2 separate regions of the Oryctolagus cuniculus genome follow, and region 2 is linked to region 1. A link is a contact called in public Hi-C data. All regions are on one chromosome and are shown on one strand. Each heading gives the region's core, a stretch centred on a gene start, on an enhancer-like site or on the middle of the called end of the contact. The rest is flanking DNA. Distances are from core to core; before and after follow the strand shown.

Region 1 (5,192 bases), core at 771-3,270:
AGCTGCAGGGAAGCAAACAAAGTGTGCGGCCCAAAGCCTGGATTATAGGCAAGAAGGCCATCGCAGTCATCCCGACTAAGGAATGTTTCTCCTCTGTAGAGGTGGAGCCTGGCTCCTGGCCCAGCAGTGCCCTCGAGGAAACCCCCGAGCACCGAGCTGCCTGTGCCCATCCTGGGCCTCCAGACACTCCTGTTTCTATTTCCAGGGGCTGGCATCGTGGCGCAGCAGATTAAGCTGCCACTTGCAGCAACAGATCCCGTATCGGAGTGCTGGCTCAAGCCCCAACTGCTCTGCTTCCAGTCCAGCTCCCTGCTAATGCACCTGGGAAGGCAGAGGAAGATGGGCCAAGTGCGTGGGCCCGTGACTTCCACGTGGGAGACCCAGCCCTAGCCATTGCCACCATTTGTAGAGTGAACCCGCGGATGCAAGATGTCTTTCTCTTTCTGTCTCTCTCTTTCTCTGTCACTCTGCGTTTCAAATAAAATCGATCTTTAAAAAAGGTTCCCATTTCCTGATGGATACGATTTTGAGAGGAGGCCTTCCCCAAATTTCTCTCTACTGCTAGCCTGCTTGTGGTTCTTGTTGAGAAACCTGTCAATTTCTACCTCTGGTTGGAAGTAAAAATGCCTGGCGCTGGCCTTGAGACTGAATTGTGGAGCCCTAGGAGGCTGCCCCAGGACTGTACCAGTCTCCCTCCCACGATGCACCTGCGCAGTCCTAGGACTCCTCCTGAGTGTGAACGCTCTGCCAATCACTGTTGATCACAGCTTCCTGGTTTGCTTTTCAAGTGCCAGATTGTGAGAGAAATACCTTCCTTGCTGAGATAATATTGGTTTTCACAGATTCTCAGTGAATGAACAGTGACCGGGAGCTGGGGTCCCTTATACAGAGCCTTCTGGAAGAGGGAGCTCTGTGTGAGGGGCAGGAAAATGAGATCCTCTAAGTTTGGATTGAGATGAGTTTGACTGAATAATGAAAAGCAACAGGAAAATGGATGAATTCTTTCTCTGTCAAGTCCCACCTCAGGGGTGGGCCTTGGGGTGCAATGAGTTAATCTGCCCCTTGGACACCCGTCTCCTGTATTGGAGCACCAGTTGGAGTCCCTGCTGCTCTGCTTCCAATCCCGTTTCACGCTGATGCTCATGGGAAAGCAGCAGAAGATGGCCCGAGTACTTAGACCCTGCCAGCCATGCGGGAGACCCGGATGAAGTCCCTGGTTCCTGTCTTTAGCCTGGCCCGGCCCTGGCCATTGTGAATGTTTGGGGAGAAAAAACAGTGGATGGAAGATCTCTCTCTTTCTCTAACTCTGCCTTTCACATAAATAAATATTTTAAAAAAATTCCACTGCCGAGGTACCTCTGGACCACAGAGACCACTTCTCCTGGAATCGGGGAAAGGCCCACCACCCTGGGGAGTGGTCTCCACGCCTGCTGCCCCAGCATCCTGCAGAGGCGAAGACAGCGTCTAATCACGGGGCAGCCTGGAAGCCAGGCCACGGGACCCAACATTCCACCTGTGCCTTAGAATGGCCAGGAGACGTCTCCACCACCTGTGCATGGGGAAACCAGCTCGTTTGAGCCATTTGACAGGTTCCCTGGATTCTGATCGATTCCTGCCCCGCCACACACACATCTACTTAGATGGGGTGATAAGGAACCCAATACAAACTATGTTGCAAAGCTTTACTGGGTTCTCTCCCCCGTGGCTTTGGCTCTTTTGACTACTCAGACCACTGAAAATAGAGCCACTGGCACCCAGAGCCGGTTTTGGCTTCGAGGAGGGTCCCCTGCATTTAGAGGGGGGACCCGCTGCCGAGGAGGGAGCACAGCCCGCGGCGGGCCTGTCCCCGCCCTTGGCTGCGTGGAGTCCCGCCAAGCTCTCAGTTGCTGGTTCTGCCTCACACTCCCCCGCCGCAGCTGTCAGCAATGACAGACATCCCCAGCTGTCCTGGGTGACGGGGGACACGAGAGGAGGCTCCTGGCCCTGCCTGTGTTTGTGCCTTAACCTTTAAAAGCACCACCCTGTGTAACGACAGGAGCAGTTTAATTTAAGTGTCTCTGAGCTCGCATTCAGCTTGCTCGCCTCCCTCCCTCCTCTCCCGCACCCCATCCTGTTGCCCTTTCCTTTCCTGCTGGGTTGTGTTTGTGTTTTCTGCAGTGTGTGGTTCCCATCTCGCCCAGCACATCGAAGGCAATCCCGGTTCTGCTGCTAAAATGGTTATTTGCTGCTGCTTTCCCACCTCTGACTTCGGTTTTTGGACAACGTGGATATTTAATCACACAACACATGGAGATGCTCTGCCCAGTGCTTTCTTGTAGGAATCTTCAGACCAGATACAAGGCAACAGAATATTCATCTGTCATTTTCAAGCTCTGATATGAAACCTGTTCCATGGGTTAAGATTTTCCAGGTGATTTTTTTTTTTGGCTGTATTTTTTTTTTGGTAAAGGAAAAGCATGACACTGGGTTTTGGAAGGCTCTCCTATTTTCTCAAGAAAATGTTAACAGTTATCTGTTAAACCCAGAGGACTTCAAATGCCAATCCTTTATGCTTTCAGTATGACTGTGTATGTGATCTGGAAATATTCTAGACTTTACTTCATAAAGGCACACATCGCTTCTTGCTGCAGGCACCTCGCTGTTGGAATGATCGTTTGTTCTTAGACTTTCTGTTTTTCCATTCTCGAGTAATCCTGAAACTTAGCTCAATTCAGAAAGCTGGTCCTGTTGCTTGCACATGGATCTCCTGAATCACTAAGTAGCAAGCACTTTGCTCTCTGTTCTTGACACGCAGTTTCTATTTATAGCCCACAGATGATCAGAAGCCGGGGTCAAGGCCAGTTGTTGAATGCTGATTGGTAACTGGCAAGGTGTGGCAGCTGCCATCTGCCATGCCAGAGTCCTGATAGCCCTGTCGGCGTTTGCTTAATTCAGGAAAGGAGTGAAGTCCACCTGCTGTGCAGGAGCGAACCTGGCTAACTGTTTTGGACACCTCAGCCAGTTAAACTGGTTCCCAAGCGTAGACTCAACCTGAAAGGGCTGTCTGAGTCATGGGGGCTGTTGTGACACATTCTCCCTCCTTGCCCCATCTGGGGTCCTGAGACAGAGGCGTGTGAGTATCAGTCACTTTCTGACGAACAACACGGAGTACGTTTTCAGAACATAACTGAGAAAAACAACTTCTGTAGCTCAGAGGGAGATTTTATATATATATACATATACACACATATATGTATATTTCATAGCTTTCAAGTATTGGAAGAGAGAGAGATATATACATTTAACCACTCATATAAATTCACAGGGGGTCATAGATCTGCACCTCCCAAAAAGAAATCAGGCTACGTGTGAGTTAAATATATGTTTCTGGGGGAAAATAGAGCTCAAGTCATTATTTTTTAAAATTTTTTAAAGATTTATTTATTTGTTTGACAGGCAGAGTTAGAGAGAGAGAGAGACAGAGTGAGAGAGAACGAGCTTCCCTCCACTGGTTCATTCCCCAAATGGCTGCACTGGCTGGGGCTGGGCAAGGTCAAAGCAGGAGCCTGGAGCTCCATCTGGGTCTCCCATGCGGGCGCAGGGGTCCGAGCACTTGGGCCATCTTCTGCTGCTTTCCCAGCCAGCACTTGAACTGGCCCTCATGTGGGATGCTGGCATCCCAGGTGGTGGCTTAACCTGCTGTACCACAACGCAGCTCCAAGTCACTGTTTTTAAATGGTGGATTATAGGTGATGCCACTGAATGAATGCTAGGCACTTGGGAGGATTGAGGGACTAGTGAGAAAATGCCTCCTTTGGTGGTTAAAATTTTGCTGGGATTGATAGAACTCTTGGTAAGATCTATGCACATCCTGTTTTGTGCTTGCAAGTTACTTTCACAATAATTTCAACCATCATTAATCAGCAGACATTATGTCGCTGACAGATGCTATGCAATCTCTACAGAACAGTCCTCGACAGAGCCCAGCGTCTCCACCGCCACTGGAGAGGGCTTGCAGTGCTTCTCTTCTGTGGCGGGGACATCGAGTCACGGGAGGGATAAACACCTCTTTGGGAGGCGGGTGGCCCTTGGCCTCAGTTTCCCACAGAAGCAAAGGGGCCAGGCAGGCGATGTGCCAGGAGCCTCTGTCCTTCCCGCCAGGGCTCCTCTTCTTTTTACTTTGGAAATAAAACCCACTAAGTTGCCTGGCTCATAAATATTTCATTTAAGACTCTCAGAATGTAGACTTTGGATATTCCGGAACACTCTGTCTAAAGGAAGTTAGATGATTGGTGGCATCCATTCCAGGGCACGTGATGCCCAGGATTGAGTCCTAGCTTAGCCCCTTAGCTTGTGCCAGGAGGCCAGCTGGGGAGCTGGCTGTGTTACCCCTGGGGTCTGAGCTTTTCCTTGGCTGGCACAGGCTCATAAACCCACCTGGGGCTGAGCCAGATGAGAGGGTCTGGGTGCATCCAGCTGTCCCCACACTGGCGGGGGCCTGCACTTTCTCTCCCACTTGTCTTCATCTGGACCAGAATCTGTGCTTGAGAACCATTGCACGGGCATAGCCATGAACCTGGGCCGAGTAGTTCCTGATCGTGTGCTTGAATTTAAAGAAGTCTCCAACAAAATGACAAATAGCCTTGCTTTCAAGTTGTGTGTAGGAAGTGATTGTGTTTTTGATTAATCTTGGCATGAGAAACAGCACACACAAACAAGTTTACTCCTTCTGGGCATTTGGTTAATAAAGTCCACCTTAGCATAAGGACCTTGGAAGAGACTATTTGTAGAGGAGGCAATACAAATGGTTTGGAGTAAAAAAACCATTTCACCTTCATTATGAATTTTTAGAAATGAAAATTCAAAGAACAATGAAATCTAATTTTCACCTGTCAAGTCTGCATAGTTAGCCGGCGCCGCGGCTCACTAGGCTAATCCTCCGCCTAGCGGCGCCGGCACACCAGGTTCTAGTCCCGGTCGGGGCGCCGGATTCTGTCCCGGTTGCCCCTCTTCCAGGCCAGCCCTCTGCTGTGGCCCAGGAGTGCAGTGGAGGATGGCCCAGGTGCTTGGGCCCTGCACCCCATGGGAGACCAGGAAAAGCACCTGGCTCCTGGCTCCTGCCATCGGATCAGCGCGGTGCGCCGGCCGCAGCGCGCCGGCCGTGGCGGCCATTGGAGGGTGAACCAACGGCAAAGGAAGACCTTCCTCTCTGT
Region 2 (5,754 bases), core at 341-2,840, 60 kb after region 1:
AACACAATGTTAGTGAAACAAGGTCTTCCTTCGCTGCTGTGGGCTACACCAGTGTCTCCCTCCTGCCATGGGGGGTGGGACAGTGCATCCCAGGAAGAGGACGCGCACTAGTTGGAGAAGAGCAGGAGGTGAGCAAGCCCAGGAGGCTGGTGGCCCAGGGAGCCTGGGATGGAGAAGTGGTTGGGACCTGGCCGGAAACCTTGGGTACCATGCCGTGACGCTTAGGCCCCTGCGGGTTCCGGGGGTGGAGATTTCCAGGGGGAGGCCTATTTGCATGGGGGGAGCAACAGGATCCGCTGTGATTTCTAGGCCATTCACTCTCCCTGATAAGTGGGGATAAGAGGAGAGACAGGAGAGGCCGACTGTCGCCATGCATGGTAGGACTCTGCCCCCCAAACTATGAGCCTTTTCTAGGTTGCGGACGGCGAGGTGGCCGCAGGAGGACACTAACACACAGCGCCTGCAATGATAAATCTCAGGGTAGGGCAGGCGACCCAGAGGACAGGGACAGACTGTCCATCTCCTCATCCCCTCGTGGCTCGCAGGCCACCCCATGCCTTACCCTGCCCCCGCATCCTCGCAACCACCAGGGGTCCATCCATGGCTTAGGAGCCCAGGGGAATGGAAGCCAAGTAGCTCCAGTTCAGGAAATGGGCCTGACCCCCATGAACGGCTTTCCCCCCAAGTCGGGTGGGAGAGGAACGATCGTGCGTGGGCGGGCGTGGAGAGCGCCGCGGCCAAGCCCTTGCGTCCACAGGCCTAGGCTCCTGGGGGCTCGGTGTGGGCGATCAGCAGTTGCAGCCGCCCCGGGGTTGCTGGGGTAGTGAGGACCCGCGGCCGCCGTCGGTTGGGCAAGCGAGGTGCCCCCCAGCCTGGCGACCCGGCCTCAGCACCCGCAGCCGTGACGACTGGCGACCTGGAGCGGGCACCCCGGGCAGCTCGCGGGGGGTCAGCGGGCGGCCCGGGAGGGTCCTCGCGGCCTGCAGAGCGCAGCGCAGAGCTCGGGAGGAGAGGGCCGCGGGCGGGGTGGGGGTCTCCTGGGGGGTCCGGGCGGCTGTCACGGCGGGGCAGCCCCTGCCCGCCGTGCGCTCCCTCCCCGCGCCGCGGGCCTCGGGGGGCGACCTGGGGTACGTGACGCGCTCGGCACGCCGTGGCCTCTGGGGAGCTGGCGTCTGCTAGACCCTCGGAGGCGCCTCCGCGCGGCCGGGGACGTCGGGGCATCGGAGGTGGGCGCCCTTTTCCCGCGCGGTGGGCGCCCCGAGCCCCGGGGAGCGCGCGCGAGCCCCGGATGCGGGCGCCCCGTCCCCTCAGGCTGGGTGCCGCGGCCCCTGGGGCGGGCGGCCGGCCGCGCGCGGTATTTTTGGTGCCTGCCGCGCGGCGCGAGTGTCGGGCGTGTTTTTTCCTCTCCCCAGGTGCCGGGAGCTGACTCGTGTCTCTCTCTCTTTCATCTCCCCTGCAGGAACCTTCCGACCGTTCTGCTGCCACGACTTCACCCGTGCGGCAAGGCGAGCTCCAAACAAACATCACATCTAAATTAAAAAAAAAAAAAAAAAAAAAAAAAAAAGCGGAAGAAGCGGCCGAGGCGGCGGCGGCAGCGGGAGGAGGAGAGGAGGAGGGGCCGCGCGCGGCGGCCGAGGCGGCGGCGGCGGCGGCGGCGGCGGCGGCGGCGGGGACGCGGGGACGGGGACGCGGCTTTGTGAGGCGGGTCGCGGGGCGCCCATGGCGGAGTGCGGCCGGGGGGGCGCCGCCGGCGGGGCCCTGCCCACCTCTCCGGGCCCGGCCCTCGGCGCCAAGGGCGCCCTGAAAGCCGGAGCCGGGGAAGGCGGCGGCGGCGGCGGCGGCGGCGGCGGGGGAGGGCGCCTCGGCCACGGGCGGGCGCGCTATGACAGCGGCGGGGTTTCCAACGGAGACTGCAGCCTCGGCGTGGCCGGGGACGAAGCCCGGGCCAGCCCCGCCGGGGGACCCCGCGGCGTGGCGCTCGCCGCGACCCCCAGCCCGGCCGCCTGTCCCCTCCCCCGGGAGAGCAAGCCGGGCGGCCTGCCTCGCCGGAGCAGCATCATCAAGGTAGGTGGGAGAGGGGCGCTCCTCGCCCGCCCCGGCGCCCTTGGGCTCTGGTACCCCCGAGGGCTGGTGGTGGCGAAGGGAGGTCGTTGAAGGGACGCCCCCTGCTAGCAGGAACCCCTGGTGCACGGGTTCCTGGCGTGGCGAGCAGGCTTGGGTGCAGACGGCATCTGGGAAGAATGGAGAGGTGATCTCCAATGTGCAGGGGAGCTGTGTTCACACATCCCCAGTTGAACTTGGGGCTGTCATCTCTCCCAGGATTGGCCTGGAATTAGGGCCTGGTACCTACCTCGGCAAGACAAGCTCTCCAGTGGGAGCCTGGGCTCTAAGGTTTCTATTGTATTTTACAGACCAGGATTATGTGAAAACATTTCCTTAAAAACCCCAGGCGACGGGATGAAAAGAGATTGTTTAATCACTTTCCTCTGACCTGTATTACAGTTAGTGGTCTCTTGCAAATGGTTTACCCCGAAAGGGTGCAGAACCTCAGGTCACTGGATCCCATAGCAGACATGGAGTAGGTTTCTGAACGTAAAATGCAGATTTCCGCTTTCTTAGGCTCAGAAGCTCTGAGAGATTACAGTTCCGCACGATTTAATCTTTCTCTTGCTGCAGCAGGCAGGCAGGCCTGCCGTTCTGTGGAAGTTCTTTTGGGCAGTTTGCTTGGTTTTGGTATCTTGCACGGTGTATATAGCAGAAGACAGTCAGCGGTTGTCTCATGCATTTTGAACTCAAGAAGTGATATTTAGGAACTCCTGAGTTTGTGGTGGTTTCATGCTAATACTACATTTTGGGTCTGCAGTGTAAAAATATGTCTCATGACATGAAGCGAAAAAAGAAAAGAAAAGAAAGCAAACAGTCGATGGGCTAAGAAGAGCGGAGTCTTAGGCAAGACCAACCCATTGGGCTTGCTCAAGTTTGGAGCAACTATGAAAATGTTGCTTTCTGAAAATCAGGGGGTTGTCAGGACAGTGAGCAACAAAGCAGGGTGACAGGGCTGCACCCACCCTTCCTGTAGCTGATAACAGAGGGCTAGAGGGCAGAACATGCCACCAAGGAGGGTTGCCACTGGTGCTGTGCAATCTAATTGGCCCACGGCAGTCTTGCTCGAACCGTGAAAATGCGTGTTGGTGTTATCAACTTGTGCAGTAATCCAGTGAAATATGCCGCCTAGCTACTCTGTGTAAGAGGCAGTTGTGAAACTGCATTTCGCTTTGTCATCTGTTTGCACAGTTTGTGCCTGGGCAAGGGCACCGCTGAAGGGCTCAGAGAGCAAGTGCTTTAACTACCTGCAGCGCGCGGAGTGCAACTGAGGCAGGGGAAGTGTTTCTGCTCCGTTCAGAGCTTTTGGTGATTTGTGTTTTCTTTTGCTCTTGTAGCTTGTGTTTCCATGGAAGCTGCTTTTAACTGTGCGTGATAATCAATCCTATTGGCAGGCAGTTTTGTGACATTTCTGTTTATTTATTGGTCACCAACTATTTGTGGTGCTTTTGTATTGTGGTGTTAATGAAATTTGAGATGAAAATTCTGTAGAAGATACCACCCCGTCTAACTGTTATCCCTCTTCCCCAGTTGTTTTAAGGACCTGTTTTTGCATTTAAAACAGAATCAGGTTTATTGGTGTTCATAGTGAGACTCATAGTGTAACTCATTGACTTACAGCGGCCTTGTTTGATTTGACACTCATCGGAGATAATGAAGATTATTTGTCAGTATTTGTCAATATTTGTAATACATGGAATGGAGAATGTATTGGTAGGTATCAGTTCTTCATTGAAGACTCTGGCAGCATGCCAGGGGGAAATGATCAATTATCCAGAAATCACTGGTTATGGGAATACCTTCGATGCTTACACTGAATTGTGAAACTTGCAAGGATATTTTTCTTCTTTCTAATGAAGGCAATTGACTTCTTTTTCACAATTGTAACCCCTTGATCCACAGTGCCAGGAATGTAATAGGGGCTCAATAAATTGTGTGAATTAAGGCACGATAAGAAAGAGCACATTTTCTCTAAATTCTGTTGATTTCTAAAACACATGGTCTTGGATTTACCAGTCTCAAATCTGGTCTGTCATTTTGGATCTCCTCTGATGACTTGACAGGCTGCTTTTTCTTGCCTCTGTTTCCACTTTATGTTTTCAGAAATTCTCTTGAAAATTATGGAAGTGGTGTTAAAAGTTGATCATGCCTGGGTTACAGGAGAGAGGGGATGTTATATTTAAATAGATAATCACCTGGTATATTTCTCCTTGAATTGGTGTCTTAAAGTATTGCGGTTTTAGGAATTTAGCGTGATTTTTTTCCAAAGGCATGCCTTTTGCATGAAGACATTATCCTAATAAATAAAGGACTTTTATTTTAAAACCAGGTTTCGTAAAGCAAGGAACTGTTGTGCAGATATTTTTGTCATGTGCCTGGCAGAAATTATATTTCACTTTTGGTAAGAAATAATCAAAAGCTTAAGCAGAAGCAGTTGTGAAAAGGCAACAGTGACATCTTGCCTCGGTTTCCTTGTGTACTTTTTAGATAGGAGGAATGAATGCAGCCGGGTGCTCTGCGAGGAGAGGTGGCAGCGGAGTAGTAGGCTGGGTGATAATGGGAACTTGAGGGGTAGCAGGGAGTAAATGCTCACTGAGCGGAGAGGCCAGTACTTACAGGACGTGGGGCTCCTGAGCTCTGCCTCTGTCCCAGCTTCCATCCATCCTCATCGCTGGCGTCACAGCCCCCTTCAGTGGGCACCCAGCAGCCGGGGGCAGAAATAACTGACTGACCAAGAGAAACAGTAGGCAAGGAAACATGATTGCCAAGGTGCGGGGCAGAGGCAGAAGCATCCTGTGGGCTGACCAGAGTTATAATTCTCGTTTCAAATCATTCCTTTGGTACTCCATTTGTTTGGTAAATATGGTGTTGAGTGAGAAATTGTTGTAAAACTCCATTTTCCGCGGGAGGAGATGTAAGGATCTACACTAAAGCTCCTTGTTCACGGTGAAGGTGTTGATGAGAAGTCAGAGTGGGCAGCTTTATTGAACCTTTGATGAACACCTGAGATGACAAATTGTGCAAATCATCACCAGGCTTCTCTACTTTCCCTTAGCTTATGGAAACGAATGTTGTACTTTTCAGATTATTTGCCAAGGCCCATTACTAGATTTTTAGGGAAGATACCATTGTATTTGTCATCTTAAGTAATCTAATAAATTAAAATATCACTTTCATTTTCTCTTTCCATAATTAATTTCATGACACTATTGAATACAATCTGTGCTTTATTTTGAAACAGTTAATTTGGTTAATTGTTCAGATGGCATCCGTTTTTTACAAATAGCTCCATCTTCTAATTCAAGAGCTTGGTCTAAAAATATGAAGTGGCATTGTAGGTCTTAGATCTCTTTTTAATTTTAGAAACAAATGAAAGTAATTAGTTTGGATGGTTTTTATTTCTATTTTTTAGAAGTAATTTTATGTTTTTTAAAGCGTTAGATCCTTATGTTTTTAGTTATGTATTTTATTTATTTGGAAGGCAGAGAGAGAGAGAGAGAGACAGGGTGATCCCATCTGATGGTTCTCTCCCTAAATGCCTGCAATAGCCAGGGCTGGACCAGGCCAAAGCTGTGTTTCAGGGATTCGGTCTGGGTCTCCCTCGTGGGTGGCAAGATCCGACTATTTGAGCCATCATCTGCTGCCTCCCAG

Evidence for each region. Hi-C and Micro-C count contacts between places; a contact is called where the count stands out from the background.
Region 2: a contact with region 1 is called in a Hi-C map of psoas muscle, with 6 times the contacts expected there. The contact joins the promoter of PLCL2 here to the enhancer-like site in region 1. A contact is called at or near these places in 3 of 6 Hi-C or Micro-C datasets (psoas muscle, skin fibroblasts and an unstated tissue).

Annotation. Positions count from the first base shown.
Region 1 is chr4:152,399,906-152,405,097 of mOryCun1.1, forward strand. No RefSeq gene overlaps it. Among named protein-coding and RNA genes, the nearest start is that of PLCL2, 59 kb to the right of the region's middle. Within about 2 kb of position 2,021, at least 1 of the 8 cell types and tissues checked has an H3K27ac peak or open chromatin away from gene starts, as enhancers often do.
Region 2 is chr4:152,460,222-152,465,975 of mOryCun1.1, forward strand. It overlaps PLCL2 (phospholipase C like 2), which reads left to right and starts at 1,591. Exons shown (of 6, transcript XM_008266046.4): 1 at 1,591-2,064. The coding sequence starts at 1,720.